2 separate regions of the Neogale vison genome follow, and region 2 is linked to region 1. The links are chromatin contacts, called in public Hi-C maps. All regions are on one chromosome and are shown on one strand. Each heading gives the region's core, a stretch centred on a gene start, on an enhancer-like site or on the middle of the called end of the contact. The rest is flanking DNA. Distances are from core to core; before and after follow the strand shown. Region 1 holds the start of ZNF706 (zinc finger protein 706). Region 2 holds the start of PABPC1 (polyadenylate-binding protein 1).

Region 1 (5,699 bases), core at 2,192-4,691:
TACAATGCTAGTAGAGAATAAATTAGTACAACCACTGTGGCAAACTGGTAGTTATCTACTCTATAACCCAACAATTTTACTCTCAGTATATATCTAACAGAAATACAAATGTACATAGACATCCAAACAGGGATGTTCACAGCACCTGTTTCCAAAACTGGAAACAACCCAAATGCCAGTTCCTAGTAAAATGGATATGTAACTTATGGTGTATTTATACAATGGAATACTACACTGCATTCAAAAAGGAACTACTGTTACAAGTAACAACATGGTTGTATCCAATGTTAAGAAAAAGAAACCAGATACAAAGAATATAGGTTGTATAAAATTTAAAACAGGCAAAGCTAATCTAGGAGATACTGACTGGGGAGAAAAGGGCAGGAGGGAGGATTTATGGGGTGGTGATATGTTCTCTATCTTGATCTGGGTAATGCTTATACAATGTGCTCACTTGTAATAATTCATCAAGCTGTACATCTGAGATTTGTGCACCCTGCTATACATAATCTTCAAAAATTTACCAGAGAAGCATAGTGCCTTTACCCAAGCATTTGCCTGATCACTTTTCAAAGATACCTTCCTTTTCCGGTTTTCACTGTTGTGAATTAAGACTTCTACAACTTTAAGAGAAATAAAGGCTGTCATCTAAAGCTTCTGAAGGAAATCCTAAGAGCAATGGGAACTGTTCTCTTAAATACTTCAGGTTCCATAAAAACTACTGTGCTATCCTAAATCCTCCTAAAAAACTGGTCTTTGCAGCGTTGCTGGGGAAATTATTAAACAAAATTAAATCAGTTTTCAGTTGAGGGAATGAACCTTGTAAGAAAGGTAGAGATACTTTTACTTTTTACAAATAGTCTTAAATGAAGCGAAATGGGTTAAAAATTGTTACTGAAAATGTTACTTCTACTTCTTCATTAAAATTAAAGACTTCTCAAATCAATCAACAGACTTAACTATAGAGAACTGATGATTCCCAGAGGGGAGAAGGGTGGAGGGATGGGTGAAATAGGTGATGGGGATTAAACAGAAGACTTATCATGATGAGCAATGAGCATGTCTAGAACTGTGGAATCCCTATACTGAACACCTGAAACTAATACAACACTGAATATGGACCATACTGGAATTAAAATAAAATAAAAATATAAATAAAGTCTTCTATTAGACAACATGAATTAAAACTGCTCATAAGGAGTCTATGGGCACCAAAGGCTTTTTAAATATATTTAAACTGGGTCCTACGTAGAATTCCTATATATACCTTTGACTAGCACTGCAGTTAAGTTTTAAGCTTTTAAATCATTGCAGGATATGAACATAAACTGGATCTAGATCACCTTTACAAGAAAACAGGGCTGTTTTTTTTTTCTGACTAAAACCCTAATTAGTTAACGGATATAAAGTCAAAGCATTTCATACAAACACACAGGCCTCTCCCAAAAAGAAAAAGGGAAACTGACAAAATAAATACACTGGCTGGGCAAATTCTCCACTAGTATTTAACACAAAATTGAAAGTCAAATAAAACATACAAGAGGATCAATGCCTTTTTAAGAAGTCAGTTGAATAGTTCAACAAACTATAAAAATTTTTAGTATGCTAGCCTAGTTTATTCCCAAATAATAGTAAATATTACCAGATGTGTTACTCCTTGAAAACTAAATTACCATTTTAGTTTTCATAAAGCCAAATCTTTATTAATCCCAAGTCAAATGGTATGATTCTTTTTAAATGTATATTTAAGTACAAATGTTATGGCAAGCATGCGGAACCTATTCCCACAGAAACAGATTTGAATACTTAAGTATCATTTGGATGATAATAGGTATTCAATCTTTACATATCCCAATATTTCATAAGATCTTTTTATTAGTACCTTATGTCAGAATACTCCAGTCCTCTCCTGCATCTGAACTCTTCTACACAATGTCTGCTACACATGCTAATATAATGATTTTGTGGGTAACCTCAACTGTTTTATGCCAATTCCAGAAGTTTCTTTGATAATTACAAGATATTAACTATTTTGATACCATTTTCATGCAGTGATCTGTACAATGTAATGAGATGCACAACATTATTTTTAACTTTTCCATTTGGGGCTTCTCCTAAAATATAACATTACACAATAGATTTAACCCATTTTCCATTGCCATCTAACAGTAACAAATAAAACCATAAAATAAAACCACTTTAATAAGTGAAGACTGGTCGCTTATTCTTATTTTTAAAACCGAAAACCCGGTAAAGGAAATCGAATCAACAGTCTAAACGCGTGGGGTAGGCCCCTAACTTCTAACAACTCACTGCATTGATTTCCTTTCTGAAAGCAGAAATGCAAACGAACAAGCCACCTGCTTTTGGACAGCTCAACTCTGGGATTACTCTCAGGCCAATCGAATTTTCTACAAACTCTTAAGCACTTCTTGATTATACACAACTGAGGGCCAACAAGTCATTTACAAACACCTTAAACGCAGGTTTTTTTTTAATGTAACTCTTAGTGTGGCTTAGAGGGCTGCAAAGAGGGAAGGAGAAGAATAGAGTTCTAAAATGAAGAGCTCTTACAGGAGGCAACAAGTAAGTACTGCCTCCAAAGATCCTCTCAAAACCAAAAACAACGGAGTAAAAAAAGATTTGGGATTCAGGAAGTAGGATCATTCTCCATAACTATCTGAAACGAGGAGGCCCAGGCAGTGATCAACATCCTGACCCTAGCTTTTAACTACATCCTTTCGGGGAGGGAAGAGGAAAGCACCGGGAGTTAAGATCCATTTCGCCCAACACTTGACCAACCCCAGCGGCAGCCCGGCCCACCTTCCTTCCCAGCCCGCCTCTCCCGCGTCGGGGAGCCCCTTCCTCGGTCCGGCCACGCAGCCCCCACCTACCCGCTACTCCTCACCGACCCCGGCCCGAGACGCGCCTCCCGGGGGCTCTGGCTGCCCCAAACCCGGCCTCTTCGGCCGCGGGGAGCCCCGGCCTCGAGAAACCGACCAGCTGCTGTCGCCAAGGGGTAAGGTTACCGCTCCGCGCCACGGCCGGCGGCGGCCTGCAACCCGGCCACCTGCAGGGCCTGGCAGGCGCCCGAGCTCTCCCTCCAGCCCGGGGCCCGCGCCGGGACAAGACGGGCCCGGCCGCCGCCTGGGAGGCGGGGAGGCCGGCGGCCCCTCGCGACCCGCCGCGACCCTGCCGCCAAGCCCCCACCCCGGCTCCCGGACGTCCTGCGGCGTCAGCGCCGCCCCCACAGCCGCTCACCCGGGCCGGGACAGTCTTGCGTCGGAGAGACCGCGCAGCGCGAGAGGGCCGGGGGAGGTGGCCGCAGGGAGAGGAAGGGGGAGAGCGCCCAGCACCGCTTCGGCCTCCTCCACCCGCCAAGGAGGGGAAAGAGGAGAGCACAACAGCCCGCGCCTCGCACCCGCCGCCGCCGCCGCCGCGCGCGCCCGCCGCCGCCTCAGCCTCGGGGGAGGCCACTACGCTCGTGCCCGCGCACGCCGCGCAACTCTCCCAGTCGCCCCAGCGCCCGCCTGCTCTTGCCGCCCACGCGCCTTCCTGCTGCGGCCGCCTCCCGCGCCCCGCCCCTGCTCGCACGCCTGCGCCCTTTCCGGTCGCGCGGGCCAATGGCAGCGCGCCCCTATTACATAAGCGTCAGGGGGCGGGGCCTGGCGGCGACGGCGGCCCCTACGAGAGGGAAACTGCAGGGGACGTCGCCCTCTGTCCCCGGCGCCCCTCCCCTCCCGCGTGCTCTATCTAGGCGGCTTCGGCCGGCCCCGGGAGCCGCGTGATCCCGGTCCTGCTGGGTGACGGCCTGCGGCGTGTTTCACAAGCCGCTTGCCAGCTCACTCACTGGGGCGGCGGCCCGGCCTCGGTCCCCGCGTCCTTTCTCGCCTCCCGCCTCGCCGACGCCCTCCTATGCAGCAACCCGGGCACCGGCCCAGAGAGGTGCGCCAGCGCCGCCGCGGCGTGGGGTACCGGGGAGCCAGCCACCCGGAGGCACCACCGCCGCCACCCCAGCCCCCAGTGCGGCCAGCGGGCCCAGCGGACCCTAATAGGGCCGCGCAGCCTTTGTTCTCTCACCGGCCAACCCCCAGTGTCGTTCCCACGGAAACTCCGGTTATTTTTACCGGTCGGGGGTTTTTAGTGAGTTCAGGATTCCAGCTTGTCTTAGTGTTGCTGGCTAGGGTACCCCGACCGCTTTAGCTGAATCCTAACATCATACAGAGTTGCTAATATTTGGAAATGGTTAAGTTGAATTGGGGGGGGGGTTCTCTATGATTTACAGGCCATGAGCGCTAACTTCCAGTATGTGGTTAAGAACAATTGAGTCAGTAATCTGCTGATATCTGCAAATGGCATTTCAGACTTGGGCTTTATTCTATTTCACTGCGGCCCTTCTCTCCCCCGCCCCCAACACTGGTTTCTAATTTTATTTTATTTTATTTTATTTTCAATATTTTATTTATTTATTTGACAGAGATCACAAGTAGGCAGAGAGGCAGGCAGAGAGAGAGGGGGGAGCAGGCTCCCTGCAGAGCAGAGAGCCCGATGCGGGGCTCGATCCCAGGACCCTGGGATCATGACCTGATTTTATTAATACCAAGGAAAAGGGAAGCTTTTACATCTGACGTTCTCACCTTGCTGATAGCATCCACTCTCCCACTTGCCTGTCAGTGCCCAGGAGAAGCTAGTTTAAAATATGTATCCCAAATGAGCAGGACTGGGATATAGATATTACAGAATTGTTTAGAACAACCAGAAAGGAGTTAGCGGCTTTTCTCATTTGGGTGGCATACAATGATCTGGTTTTTAAGTCCTTCCTTATCCTCATTTCAGTCTCTCTCACCTTTACCTTTCACACCTCTCTATACTGCAGTTTTAAGTTATATGTTTAAATTTTATTGCTATCTTTCCAGTATTGAGTTGCAAGCTCATTTTCATCACTATATGCCCAGAGCCTAGCGGTGTGCTAAACATAGTAAGCACTGATTAAATGGATATTGACCAGATGAACTGGAGGTATCTAAAGAAATCAAAACTTTTGACATACCATAAAGTTCTGGCTTAATCAAGAGTCACCATAACCATAATAGCTATATTAACCTGCTAATAAGAGTATGAGGTACTCAGAGAGTCTAGACACAGGAAATCCGAAGATCTCTGTCTAGCCATGAATCAGCATGGGCATTGGAAAGGGACAGAGAGATTTAGTGGGCTGAGATAAGTCATAACTAGAGACGTGATTTTTGCTGTGAAGTGGTATTACTATGCTGCTTGTTACTGCAGCCTATATGAAATACCCATTTATGTCAGTGTTTCTTAAAATTCTGCATTATACCACCTTTGAGAATTTGGGAAAAGCTAAGGACTTTGTCTCGAGGAAGTTCATATATATCAAAACTTACCTCCATTGGTAGAGTTTCTCAACCTTGGCAGTACTGATGCTCTGGGCTAGATCATTTGTTTTTATGGGGGCCTGTCCTAGGGATTGTAGAATGTTTGACAATATCCCTGTCCTGTACACTTTTGATGTCAGTGGCTCTCTATCTCCAGTTGTGACAAATAAAAAATATCTCTATACCTTTCCAAATGTCCTTTTGGGGTCAAAATCTCCCCTGTTTGAAAACCACTGCCTAGAGGATATGGTATGACTATAACTTTATGTTGGTTAGGGCATTTGAAGTATGAAGGGGAAAAAG
Region 2 (5,343 bases), core at 2,262-4,761, 370 kb before region 1:
ATAAATTTAAAATCCCTTTTTGGTTCAACATAAAACCAAGATACCCCTTCACATACAATCTGCTTAATGAACAATATAAAAAATATTAGATAATTACCCAGACTTAAAAGCTTTTAGTTTTTTCAAATATTTTAACTTCTTCCCTTACTTCTTGTCAAAATCGGCCTTTTCTTTGCTTACCACAGCCAATATTATACAAAAATTAGTCCATTAAAAAAATAATAATAAAGTCCCTGGATTTTGGGAGCTGGGGGATTTTCAGGGACTCATGGCACAAACTTCGTATTACTATGTTTAAAAAAAAAAGTTATATCCGTTCAGATTAAGCCCCTCAAAAACTAATGTGAGGTTGGCATACTTAGCTATATAATGAATACAAAATTTTTAATGCCAGGTCTGTAAGATTCGCAATTCACTCATTAAAGCTTTCTTGACATATAAAACCAATTTTATCTTCAGCCATTGATTGACTTAATAACTGATCATTTAATCTATTATTTCTGCATAGTGCTAGAAAAATTTCGGCATCAACCCTGATTTCAGAGTCTATGAAATACTGAATTAAGTGCATCTCTACCATGAGGCATTTACTAAATAAACTGAGACTTTTCATGGAGAAATATATTCTTAAGTAAAAAACATTAGTCCTCAAGAGGGAAAAACATAGTCCATTTGAAGTTCTGAAACACCAATTCTCACAAATTCCATGCAAATTTTTTTTGCATGTAAATTTATTGAGAGGGCAAATTTTCCGGCCACTTCTTTTTATAAATGAAAGCTCCAGTTTCTAGAAGATAGTGACAATCAGCTGTCAGCTCATTATCAATTGACCACACCTACTCAGCTCCCCTAGGTTTTTTAGCTGACTTTGCTTAAGCGTCTTTTGAATGAGTCACCTCTTCCTGTTAAATTGGAAACTGGTCACTTTCAGAAGCTATCCTAACAGCCCATCGATGTTGCAGTAAATAGGAAAAGAGAAAACCACTGAAAAAATATTTGGAAAAACGGTAATTTGTACATATAGAAACCAAACAAATGTAAGATGAACAAATGCTATCTTCTTTTGAACAGTTACAGTACAGGCCCACTGGTATAGACTGAGAATTACATACAGTGTACTGTAACCATGGTAACCTGAAGTTCAACTTTTCAAATCCCAAGATATTTTAAAAATTGGGTTTGTTTTAAAATTGTTAAGCTTGGAAAGAATAACAGCCACTTCCAAAAGTTACATTTTATAGTCTTTCGGATTTGTTCAAGTGTTCTCTGTTAACTTTAGATTGTGATTACCTGCCCCAAAGTTATCTTCCCTAATCTATTCATTCAGCGGTAAATCTTGTCCAGAGTTTGTAAAAATTGTTATGGGCTGACATTTGGAGCCACTGCTTAAGGAGCAAAAGGGCAGGAAACCTGCAGTGCAGTTTTACAACTTCTGGCTGTGACACTCAATAGTAGTATGTCTACCCAAATCGTGACAGTAACTTCACCTAGCAAAAAGCTGATCATTAAATAACTTCCAGTCCTATTGAGTTAATTTAATTAAAAAATTTAAAAGTAAATTCCTTATATTCCATATTAGCTGACATGTATTCAAGCAGCTTGAGGGGATAAAAGCAAAACTGGGCCATAAAATTGAGTGAATCTGACTTTTGGAAGTTAACTGATCCAAATATAAAGAAAATCCTGGGAACTCATCATGCCACTATCTTAATCTGTTTGCCAAATTTTATTTTGTGAACTGTTTAACCTCAAAATAAAAAGATATGTTTTAGCCACATTTTTTTCCTCGGTGAATTAGTACTGTTATTTTGTTCAATTACCCATGACATACGGATATTCAGACCACTTTAAAAAATAAAGAAACCTTTACTACTGAAGGCCAAGAAGTATAATGGTCCAGTCCACACTACACTCGAAGTTTACAGCCAAAATTTGATTCTTAAATTTTGGGGGGGGGGGTCATCTCGAAAGCACAGAACTATTTCAGAAGGAAAGAAACATTCTGTATTACCAGTATTACGAATCTAATTTGGATAAAAAACCTCAAATAACCTACAATGCCTGAGAAAACAGTGCATTTCCAAAGGGTCATCCTCCACACCCTCTGCTCCCACCAACCTGCTGTAGTATTAGTGAGAAATGCCTGAACTCGGGGAAAACCCCGAATGCGCTTCTCATCGGTAATCTACGTTTCTAGAGCCATCGGTTACTGACAAGTTATTAAGAATGGAATCAGAAACCTGAAGACCACCACATCACCAAATTAACTTTATCCTAAGGCCCTGTGGCTCCCCCAGGCGATTGGGCCAGTAGCAGAGACAGGCCTCGGGCCTGTGAGGTTACAGGGTTCAACACGTGGTATTTTTTGAGCACCGAATCGCACTTCCTCCGCGTCCTGGGGCGCCGGCAGGAGCACGGGGTGGTGGGAGCGCCTCCACCTAGTACCAGAGAAGGGGTCTCGGCTCCCGACGCCCCAGAAGCCCGCGGCTACTAGCGGGAGCGCGGTGGAAGAACCCAATCTCACCAACCCTCCCGGCGCGTCATCACCCTAAAGTTTGAGAGCGGCTGAGGCCGAGAAAATGGTCGCAAAGGAGGAAGTGGCCAGGCGTGCGGCTGCCGGCAGCGCGGGTCCCCGCGGGCACGGGAAGCGGGGGTCCCGGCGCCCAAGCCTCTCCCCGCCGGCCCTCAGGGGGTGACATGCCCGCCCGTCCCCTCCCCCGGGCCCGCCGGCCTAGCCAGCCCGCCGCCGCCTGCGCCTCATGGCCGCCCGCCCCGCCAGCCCGCCGGGCCCGGCTCTCACCGTCCGCCGGTTGCTGGAAGTTCACATACGCGTAGCCCAAGGAGCGGCGGGTGATCATGTCCCTGCAGACCCGGATGGAGAGGATGGGCCCGGCCGGGCTGAACTTCTCGTAGAGCATCGCCTCGGTCACGTCGGGGTGTAGGTCCCCCACGTAGAGCGAGGCCATGGGGTAGCTGGGGGCGCTGGGGTTCATCTCGGCACGGCTGCCCGCAGGGCCACAGGCCGCGACCTTTCCGTGAGAGGAGGAGAGCGAGTGCTGGGGCCGGGGGCCGGAGCCGGGGGGAGGGGAGCGGGGGCAAGCGCAGAGGGACAAAAATCAACCGGAATCGAAAACTACTCAACGGCCGCAGAACGGGGTCGATCGGCTGCCGCTGGCTGCTGGCTGCTGGCTGCCGGCTGGGAAGCAAGGGTGGCGGTGGCGGTGTCGGGTCCGGGCAGCGGGAAGGCCTCGGTCTCTTGGTTCCTTCTTGGAGCTGCTGCGGGGCCGCGGGCGGGCGGGCGGGTCGGTCTCGGCTGCTTCACCGGGTTATTTTATAAAAGAGGAAGAAAAAAAAATAAAAGTCTCCGGCGGGGGAGACGCGGATTTTTTGTAAATTTTTTTTGGGTTTTTTAAAAGATTTTTTTAGATTTTTTTTGGATTTTTTTAATAATAAATGTGTGTTCCGAGCCCGGAGCACACACTCCGCACTCTCAGCACTAACCGCCGGGGAGAAGGGGAAGCACCGCCTCCTGCACCCTCTACTTATACCCCCCGCCGCACTCGCCCCGCCCCCGCGCGTCTGACGCCAGGGCCCTACGCGAGCGTCAGCGCCGGAGGAGGAGGAGAAAAGGAGGCGAGGGGGAGGAGGGAAGAGAAAACAGGAGGAGGAAAGAGCAGAGAGGAAGGGAGAGGTGGCGGCGGCGGCTGCAGCGGGTGTGGGGGTGGGGCTGGAGCGGAGGGGCGGGGCTCCTGCGCACGCGCCGCGGCCGGGGGGCGGGGTCTGCGCTGCGTAGAGCTCGTGGGGGGAGGGGAGGGCTGGCTCGCTAGTGGGTCTGAGAGGAGTCGGGTGGGACGGCCTCTCCTTCCACACACCCCGCCCCCACCTCCACCCTGGAGAAGCGTTAACCCGTCACCGCGGCGGTGGGCGGCGCGCGGGGCTTCCGGGTTCCTCGGCGCTAACCACCCCCCACGTGCACGGCCGTCCGGGCCTCTTCCCGCCACAGCCTGCCCTGCTCCACTCGCCCCTGTCCCTTAGGGACCCTGAGCACGGGTGGGCTGGAGTGGTTCCTTCCAGGCCCAGTTTCCGAAATGTGCGTGAAAGGAGCCGGGTTGGCTCCTTTTTCTCCTACCCGGACCGCACTACGACTCCCAGCGGGCAGCGCCGCCACGCGCGTCGGCCGCAGAAGCGGTGCCTGCTGGGAGCTGGAGTCCCCAACGGCCGCGGCGCTCGCTGACCCCAACTGGCCGCGGGTCCTGGCTGCTGGCTCGGGGACCCCCAACCGTCCCGGCGCTGGACCCCGGTCGCCGCCCCGCGGTGCTTCCAGTACAAGGGGGGAGGGGAGGAATCCTTGGGCTTCTCTCCCAAAGTTTCGGAGACCTGCACTCTTCTCGGTCTCCACCGGACCCTGTCGTTAGTCAAAGTGCCTTTAATTGGGAAGGCTGTTTACGGGGTCTTTGTACGCTTCCCTTTTTAAAGTGTCGTGATCACTATTAACTTAAGCTCTTAGGTTGGAATCTTTGATTCGTGCAATTTCTACTTGCGATTTCTCAGAGGTAGAAAACGGGACTCAAAAAAATTCGTTTTTCTTAAAGTATGAGTCTCACAGTTGTACATAACACCACGGACCTGCAAGCGGGCAAAATTAGGGATAGTTTCAATGCAGTATTACAAATGTTCAAAACAATTTTATACATTAGTTGTGGACTTCAGCAAAAATGCTAAATTTATTAAATTGATGGCCATTAGAAAATACCAGTTTATAGGAATGATATCAAGTCAGCATACAAATCCCCACTTTAAAGTAGTAATGTACTTTACAGTTTCTAAAGCACTTGCATAAACATCCTGTCATTTTGTTCCCTACCGCAATCTTGTGTGGGTGGTGGAGCACCTAGTAATAACTTTATTTTACTGTTAAGGGAGCAGTCTCAAGCTAAATGATTGCCCAATTCATTCTTTAATTCAATAAACTTAAATGCATGTCAGATACATTGCCAGCTGTGGACTGGGTGCTTTATTGTCATTTAATTAAAATTTAAACCACCGGAATCCCTTGTAAGTGCTATTTTGCCCCCATCTTGGTAGAAAAAAGATAATATTTTTGAAGAACATACTGTCTCATGTGCTTTATTAGGGAAAAGGGCAAAACTTTGTGCATTAGGAAGACACATCTATTACTAAATGATAAGTCACCATTCCATCTGTTACAACTCTGTGGTTAAAAATCAATCCATCAATATATTTACTGAATGTCTACCAAGTGGAGAGTACTATGAGTAAGGAAGACAAACGACAAAAACAAATTCCTGTCCTCAAGAGGCTTATGAGGAGCTCTCTGATAAT

What was found. Hi-C and Micro-C count contacts between places; a contact is called where the count stands out from the background.
Region 2: a contact with region 1 is called in a Hi-C map of fibroblasts, with 3 times the contacts expected there. The contact joins the promoter of PABPC1 here to the promoter of ZNF706 in region 1. A contact is called at or near these places in 2 of 3 Hi-C or Micro-C datasets (fibroblasts and muscle).

Annotation. Positions count from the first base shown.
Region 1 is chr4:36,162,640-36,168,338 of ASM_NN_V1, reverse strand. ZNF706 (zinc finger protein 706) reads right to left here and starts at 3,441. Exons shown (of 4, transcript XM_044245198.1): 1 at 3,262-3,441.
Region 2 is chr4:36,534,598-36,539,940 of ASM_NN_V1, reverse strand. It overlaps PABPC1 (polyadenylate-binding protein 1), which reads right to left and starts at 3,511. Exons shown (of 16, transcript XM_044245203.1): 1 at 3,143-3,511; 2 at 2,801-3,029. The coding sequence starts at 2,993.